Linked DNA regions of Mus musculus: region 1 is linked to region 2. A link is a contact called in public promoter capture Hi-C data. All regions are on one chromosome and are shown on one strand. Each heading gives the region's core, a stretch centred on a gene start, on an enhancer-like site or on the middle of the called end of the contact. The rest is flanking DNA. Distances are from core to core; before and after follow the strand shown. Region 1 holds the start of Zdbf2 (zinc finger, DBF-type containing 2). Region 2 holds the start of Ino80d (INO80 complex subunit D).

Region 1 (3,627 bases), core at 747-3,246, 160 kb before region 2:
ATCATAACAATGGCCCAGCCATGTTTAAAAAGACCATTTTAATTCAGTGTCAGTTCCTTCATATAACACTAGCAACTAATTTTCACCTTTGCTTTTTTTTCCTTTTGGGTTATCCATGCTATGCTGGTTTCCCGATGGCGACAAGCATCCTGGACACTTCCATTGGGTCCTAATAAAATAATAATAGCTAACCGTGAGCACTTAATCTGAGCCAGGCATGCTGTCAGCAGCTTCAAATGCATTATCTTATCAAAAGATAGGAGGCAACCCGAGGTTTAGAATAAGGAAGGATATTGTTCCAGGTCTCACACCAAAAACAGGGTGGCTGGTGAAACTGAGCAAATGGTGCTTCAGTTCCTTAACATCTAGACATTTTTTAATAGAAAAATAGAATTTAATAGAATAATTTTTAGAAAAAAAATGTTTTAATATTAGGTGAAAGCAAATAATTAGCAACCAAATTTGGTACACTATACAATTATCACTACTCTGAAAACAAAAAAGGATAAAATTAACATTTAGTTTAATTCCATCATTTATACCTTTTGAGTGTTGAAAGTACTTTGGTGACTTTAAGGTTATTTAGCATGAGACCATAGGAAGCAATAACATTTTTATATTACAACCCAATGCTCGAGAGTGCGCGCGTACACACACACATGCACACACACGCACACGCAGTTTTTAAAGGTTTCACAAAACAATACCCTAGCTGTATACATTCTGGCATTTTTTGTTATCTTAATTCATTTTTTAATGTTAGTCATGAATAACTACATCAGTCTCTCAATTGACCAACAGGTATGAAAAACAGTGCCCCAAATTATTAGGAAGAGTAAACAATATGTTATAGAAACCGGTTGCTACCCTGATTTCAGCTTTCTTCCAGCCAATGGGCTGGCTACTGCAGTGATACGTAATCAAATTTTCAACGAGTTTCTAGCTAGCATGTAACGCTTTGGTTTCAGACCATACAGAAAAAGTCCTCGATGTATTAAGTGAAAAGAACGAAAAATAAACACCCACACTTATGTAAAACACGCACATGAAGCAAGTACATGAACGTATACATTCTCAAAAAGAAGGGGCTGATAATCTGAAATTGTTAATGGACTCTCTCTAGTGGATGAGATTTGCTACGGGCTTTCTCCATGCCCCTCGCCGCCCCTCGAAGCATATAACTGCAGCAAAAACAAATACACGTATTTAAAAAAAACAGTATCATTTGGGGACGAAAACCGTTTTTAGTGCCTTGCGACCTGCATCTTTTCTTTTTCTTTCCCGAGCTACCCATAACTGTCGTCAGAAAACCGTAGAACCTGGAAAGGGCCTTCTTGGGAGCAAGTAAAGACGACGATGGCGTCTCTGACCAGCTCTACACAACTGTTGCACGACGGCAGCAAAGCGATCGGTAACACGCACACACTCACACGACCCAGCATCGACGGTCCCCAGCAAAACTCCGCGGCGGGGAAGGCCGGGGACCGAGCGCGCAGGCAACGCGGCGAAGGGGGTGTGTGGACAGGTGGCGCCGAATGCCTCGCGCGGCCCGGTCCGCCCGCCGCCCGCCGCCCGCTGCCCGCCCTGGCCTCTCCCGCGTCCCTGCCGCCACCAGGGCTCACCTCCTCCCTCCGCCGTGCCCCGCAGCCGCCCCGGGGCTGCGCGCCGTGAGGCCGCCCGAGTCCGTCGCGGCGAGCGCGGGAGTCCGGACGAGCCGTCCACGCCGCCCCCGGGCAGGAAGCGGGTTTCCCGGCCCGCACACCGCCACGGCCCGCCCCGCCACGGCACTCACCTCCGTGGATGCCTCCTGCTCTCCTTCCGGGCCGCTGCGGGCCGCGGCCGGCCTGGGCGCGCTGCCCGCCGCTTGGGTTCCGCCGCGCCGCGAGGACCCCCGAAACGTCCCGAAGCCGCCGGGCCCCGGGCCACGCCCGCCCGGAACGGAGGAGCGGAGCGGAGCGGAGCGCGTGTCGCTCGACGCGGGCTCCGAGTCGCGACTGGGCTCGGGCTGGCACGGGCTGGCCAAGGCACCGCAGCCCCACTGCAGCTCTGACGTCAGCGAAGGTGCGAACACTGGGCCCCTTCTGACGCACGGCCCGGCGCCGCCCCCGGCCCCCGCGCCAGCCCCCGCCGCTGCGAGCCCCTTCCTCCCGCTCTTAAAGCGCACACTTCCTGCAGGCGCCGCCCCACGCGCCCCCCGCCCGAATCAGAGCTTGGGGTTTGGGGCTTGGGACCGGGACCCAGAGCCAAGCTTCAGCTTTTGGAGAAGTTAAGTCCCAAGTGACCAGATGAAAAATGGCTCGCGAAGCAACATGTGAATTCGGGCAAGGAGAATGGCGTTCAAGGGGTTAATGAAGAGCTTGGTTGCCCAGAGTCTGCAGTGAGGTGCCTCAACCAAAAGCTGCTTTTCAAAGACCCGTTTACTCAGGGCTAGACACTGTTTTAAGGTTGCTATCGCGTTCTGCGTTTCACTGCTGAAGGGTAACTGTAAAATGAGTCCAATGAGCCCCCTTTAACAAAAGGGGAGACCCGGGTTCCTTTAAAGAGACAAGGTATTCAGACTTCTAATAAGCACAAGAAAGGGTTACGAAAATTAACAAATATCTGTTTGCCCTCAAGTACATTCACTGCCCTATCTTCTACAAAAGCAGTAGTGAGCAAAAACCAAGTGCTATGGGGAGACACAAAGCTAAATCAGTTACTACTGAATATGTACTAAGAGTCTGTGATGAAGAAAATAATCGTTACCTAAAATAAGAACAGCCTCTGAAAGCTATATTTCCTTCACACACACACATCCTTTTCTTTTGCAGACAGGGTGTTCACTAAGTAGCTCAGGTTGGTCTCAAACTCTTAATTCTCTTGCTTTGCCCTCCTAAGTGCTTAAAGTACAAGTACCGCTCAAGGCTAGGGAGCCATGCTTTATGTAAAAGTATTCGTGGTGCTGTTGGCACGGCCTTTCTGGAGACTCATCCCAGCCACTCAACACACAACACATTCCAGCCAAACCCTGATGTATATATTCCCAGTCTCTAGATTTCTTGTAAAACACCAAAAATACAAACGTCTTTAAGAGAAATGTTTTACACTTGTCAGCCTTGGAATTATCGACGAAACCCAGTCACGAATTAACCCTTTTCTCCTGACATAACTGTATTTCAGCTAAAGCACACATTTTTTTTTTAATCTTCCCACTTCAACATCTCCAAAATCAGAATGCATCTTAAAAACTTGGGGCCTCTTGATTTTGTTGGCCAGATGGCAGTATTGCTACCACATACAAAAGATGTGTGCAGCTGTTTAAAACTGTTCTTGCTTCAAACGAGTAAAAATGCATTGTTTAATGAAACCCGCAACCCTACAAGGAAGGGAAGTATTAGACATCTCGCCATTCAAACTTGAAAACAACTTGCAAGCTTCTAGCTCAAGACAGCTCAAGCGCACAGGAACACACACACACACAATAAATGTGGAAAAGATTTCCTGGGGAAAGGGATGACTTTTTTTTTTTTTTTGAAAGGAGGATTTTTCTAAAACCAAAATCAGTTTCCCCAGCACTTCCGAGATGAGGGTGACAAGATGGGCTAAAATCTATTGCCTTGATGCCAGTACCCAGTTGCTCAGCAAGAA
Region 2 (3,740 bases), core at 1,040-3,539:
ATAAATTTTTAAAAATGTAAATATCACACAACCTCACAAGTAAGACTTCCAACGTGAGAGGAACTAGTTAATTTTAATGCCCACAGTTTTTCCCACCAATGAAGGAGGAAAAACTCACAGAAGGTTTTATATTCAAATTTAGATAATAAAGCTCCCCAGACAAATAGTATCTGAATTCATCTTAAAGTTATAACTCGGAGACTGGAGAGATGGTTCAGCAGTTAAGAGCACTGACTGCTCTTCCAAAGGTTCTGAGTTCAAATCCCAGCAGCAACATGGGTAGCTCACAACTATCCCTAATGAGATCTGATGCCCTCTTCTGGGGTGTCTGAAGACAGCTACAATGTACTTAACATATAATAAATAAATATTTTTTAAAAAAAAGTTATAACTCAGAAATAGGCATTTTAAACATCAATTACACCTAAAATGCTTTGCAATGAATTTTAAATGAGCATCCCTAATTCCCTTGCAACATACAAAAAGCCTGGCTAGTTCCTACTTCTCCTAACACCTCCGCCATGGACATGTCAGGCTGCAGCAGCAGCTGGCTGTCTCCATGCCTGGTGCACTTTTTCTTTGATCCTGTTTATGTGCTAAAGTTTGTTCATTAAAAAAAAAAAAAAGAAAGAAAGAAAGGGAGGAGATTCTGGGGCTGGACAAATGGCTCAGTGGTTAAGAGCACTGGCTGATCTTCCAGAGGACCCAGCTCAAGTGCCACATGGCAGCTCACAACTGTCTGTAAGTCCAGTTCTTGGGCATCTAAAACCCTCACACAGCCATACACGCAGGCAAAACACCAATGTACATAAAACAAAAAATCACTTAAAAAAAGTAAACCTATTACATCTTTGCAATGTACAAAGTCGCTCAACAGGCTGACACTACACCGGAAGTTCTGAACATTCCAACACTAGGGAAGAGAAGCCTACCCCTCAATTCTGTGTTCCAAGAAGCAGGCAGCAAAGTATGCAATGTACCAAAGGCCTAGACATTCATCAATCTATGCAAACTAAAAGAAAATAACAGAAATGGAATTCTAGATATAATTCTTAATAAATAATTTTACTTGAAGAAAATCCAAGGCATCTTTCAATCTGTTGCTAGGTTTATAGGAGTCATCTTTCTTCTTGGGCTGATAGATGAACTGGCTTGCTCAGCTGTCCTGAGAGTTTAAATACACACTACTTCTATTTGCACCGTGAAAAATAAACAGCTGTATTATGCCTTTCTGGGCAGTCAATAGGTTTTACTTACATTGCTCTGAGAGAAGACAAAAGCCATCTCTTTACAATTGACTCTCAGCAGCCTCAGTTCCTCAGATACCAAAACCACAAAATCTTACCTCTAATACATGAAACCATAAGTACGAATACATACAACATAAACGAGCATTAAATAAAGACAATACCGTGACCTCTAAGTCTCTCAAGTGCCAATTTACAGACTGGCCACCAGATACAGAACTTGGACCTGCCATAGAGAAAAATCATTATTAGCCTGAAAAAAAGAAAAAAAAATAGAAAAAAAAAAGTAAGCTGCCACTGTCACCCTTATGGAAAAAGTTAACATGGAAAACAATAATATCGTAAAACCTGTGTCTTGTAAAGATTTCTTTCCATCAGAAGGTGCAGAAACATTCCCCACCACGGAGCACACGACCTCCTTTCTGTTTCTTCCCTGCTTTTTCTCAAGTATGGGCTTTTTTCCAGCGATGAGAGGTAGAAATTTGGACTTTATCTGGCTGGAGCCGGTGCACTTCTCCCCTTGGCCCCTCTCTCCTCTGCCTCCAAGATGGTAGGAAAGTTGTCGTTTCGGAGGGCAGAGGAACTGCTCTGTGGTGTTATGTCCTCGCGGTGCCTGTAGTGGTGCTGTAGGAGGCTGCTGCCTCTTCTAGTGCAGGCGGGCAGCCCTGCCTTCTTGGCTGGAGAGTATATTCAGGGATTTCCCCTTAATGATCACCGACCCTGGGAGCACTTTTTAGTTTCCAAAATAAAAATATGATCCTCACCCCTCGTGTTAGACAGGGAAAGACTCTTGCCGAAGCCCAGGGAGGGAGCAGTAGCAGCCGAGCTCCCTAAGTCCACTGCCAGCGCCTCTCTGATCTGTCAGCCTAGGCGAGGGAGGGGGGGTTGAGGGGGAGGAAGGAGGAAAAAAAAATTAAAAAAAAAAAAAAAAAAAAAAGCAGCTGAAAGGTAAGCAGAGGCGGCCCCAGGCCCGGCCCACATCCCCGGGCTCCCGTAGGGCGGCGGGCTGGGCCGCGTAGGCAGGGCGGGCGGCGAGCGCGCTTACGTGAGGCCGGGGATTCGCCGGCCCACGCCAGGCCGCGGGCGGAGAATGAAAGGGTGAGTGGGGCCGGCGCTGGGGTGGCGGGGGATGGGGCACCGGGGGCCTCGGGGACGCCCGCGGGCAGCGTCGGCGGGGGTTCCGGCGGCGGCCTGAGCGCGGCGAGCGGCGCGGCCTGCGCGGGCCGGGCCCCAGGAGTGCTGCGGAAGGGGGGGCGCCCTAGGCCTCGGGCCCCGCGGCGGCCGCGCCCTGCCCCCGCGCCACAGGCCTCCCGCGCCCCTGGGGTCCCCCGGGGCCTCGGGGCGGGCGGGCGGGCTGCATCCTGCGCCGGCCCCAAGCTCTCCCGCGGGACGGAGGGCTGGGCGGCGGGGACCGGGGCGACGGGGCCTCGGAGTGGGGACCGTGCGGCAGCACCCCGTCCCCGGGCATCGCGCAGACGGGGCCCCCCGGATTCCGGTAACTGTTGGGTTTGTTTATCCCCCCCGCTCCACGGCGCTCTGGGCGGCCTGGCCGGGGCGGGGCGGGCGGCCTGGCGGGCGTGGGGTGGAGGGGCGGCGAGGAGTCAGGTGCAGCCGCGGCCCGGAAAGTTTCCTTTTAGGCCCGAATTGGAGGCCGCCTTCTCTCCGGGGAGCCCCGGTCCTAGCGCCCGGGACCCCCGAGGGCTTCGGGGGGCGAGCACTCGGCTGGCTCGAAACTCTTTGCCAGTTCCTGTCCGTTCAAGGTACTCCGCCCCTGCACCCCTCGCCCGCGCCGCGCCCCACCCCGCTCCCCGCGATCCCCGACGGGGCTGCCAACTCCAGCCCATTCCCCAAGAGCTCCAGGGCCCGGGGAGAAGCCGTCTCTTCCGGTTTGGAAAAGTTTTCAAGGGGTTTTTCTTAGCTTTATTAGTTAGTGACTGGGCTTTCGGGGGTGGGGAAGGGAGGAGGTAGATTCAGGTGCTGTTTCTATTGCAAAGTCAGGGTCCATCGGCCTCCCCTCCTCCCCCCTTTTTAAAAAACCCAGCACCCCACCAAGGAGCTGTGGGGGTGCTACTTGTGTCTTTATTACTACCCCCACCTTCTCTCCCGGACTCCTTTGGGTCCTCAGTCTCCCTCTCTGGACAGCTCCGGCAGGAAGGTAGTTAAGAAGAGAGCAGAGAGCAAACTGTCAGGGAGAGGGGCAGGACCAGGCAGGCTTCTGGAGCAGTCCCCTGCCCTCCGTGGTAGGACTTTACCCCTCTTAGTTGGTCACTTGTCCGGTTAGAACCGACTCAGACGCTGAAGCCATGGGGGAGACCTCGGCTGACAGACAGAGCATTCAAAACTGGGAGGAAGGACCTGGAGGGCTGGGCGCCTGGGGAAGTAAGGTCTACCTGCAGCGCAAGGAGCAATGCCCGATTTGTTCTGAGCCTATTTCGGTTTAGGTGATGTCCTTAGGTGTCACTCTAGAATAGAAACCACGGGGGTTTATGGAAG

What was found. Promoter capture Hi-C pulls out the DNA fragments that hold promoters and counts their contacts.
Region 1: a promoter capture Hi-C map of embryonic stem cells shows a contact between it and region 2. The contact joins the promoter of Zdbf2 here to the promoter of Ino80d in region 2. A contact is called at or near these places in 1 of 39 promoter capture datasets (embryonic stem cells) and 1 of 9 other capture datasets (pancreatic islet).

The regions. Positions count from the first base shown.
Region 1 is chr1:63,271,638-63,275,264 of GRCm38.p6, reverse strand. It overlaps Zdbf2 (zinc finger, DBF-type containing 2), which reads right to left and starts at 1,996. Exons shown (of 7, transcript NM_028673.1): 1 at 1,793-1,996; 2 at 87-169. Gm11608 (a long non-coding RNA gene) reads left to right here and starts at 2,009. Exons shown (of 3, transcript XR_865482.2): 1 at 2,009-2,061.
Region 2 is chr1:63,112,816-63,116,555 of GRCm38.p6, reverse strand. It overlaps Ino80d (INO80 complex subunit D), which reads left to right and starts at 2,289. Exons shown (of 12, transcript NM_001114609.1): 1 at 2,289-2,345. Ino80dos (INO80 complex subunit D, opposite strand) reads right to left here and starts at 2,085. Exons shown (of 4, transcript NR_045915.1): 1 at 2,012-2,085.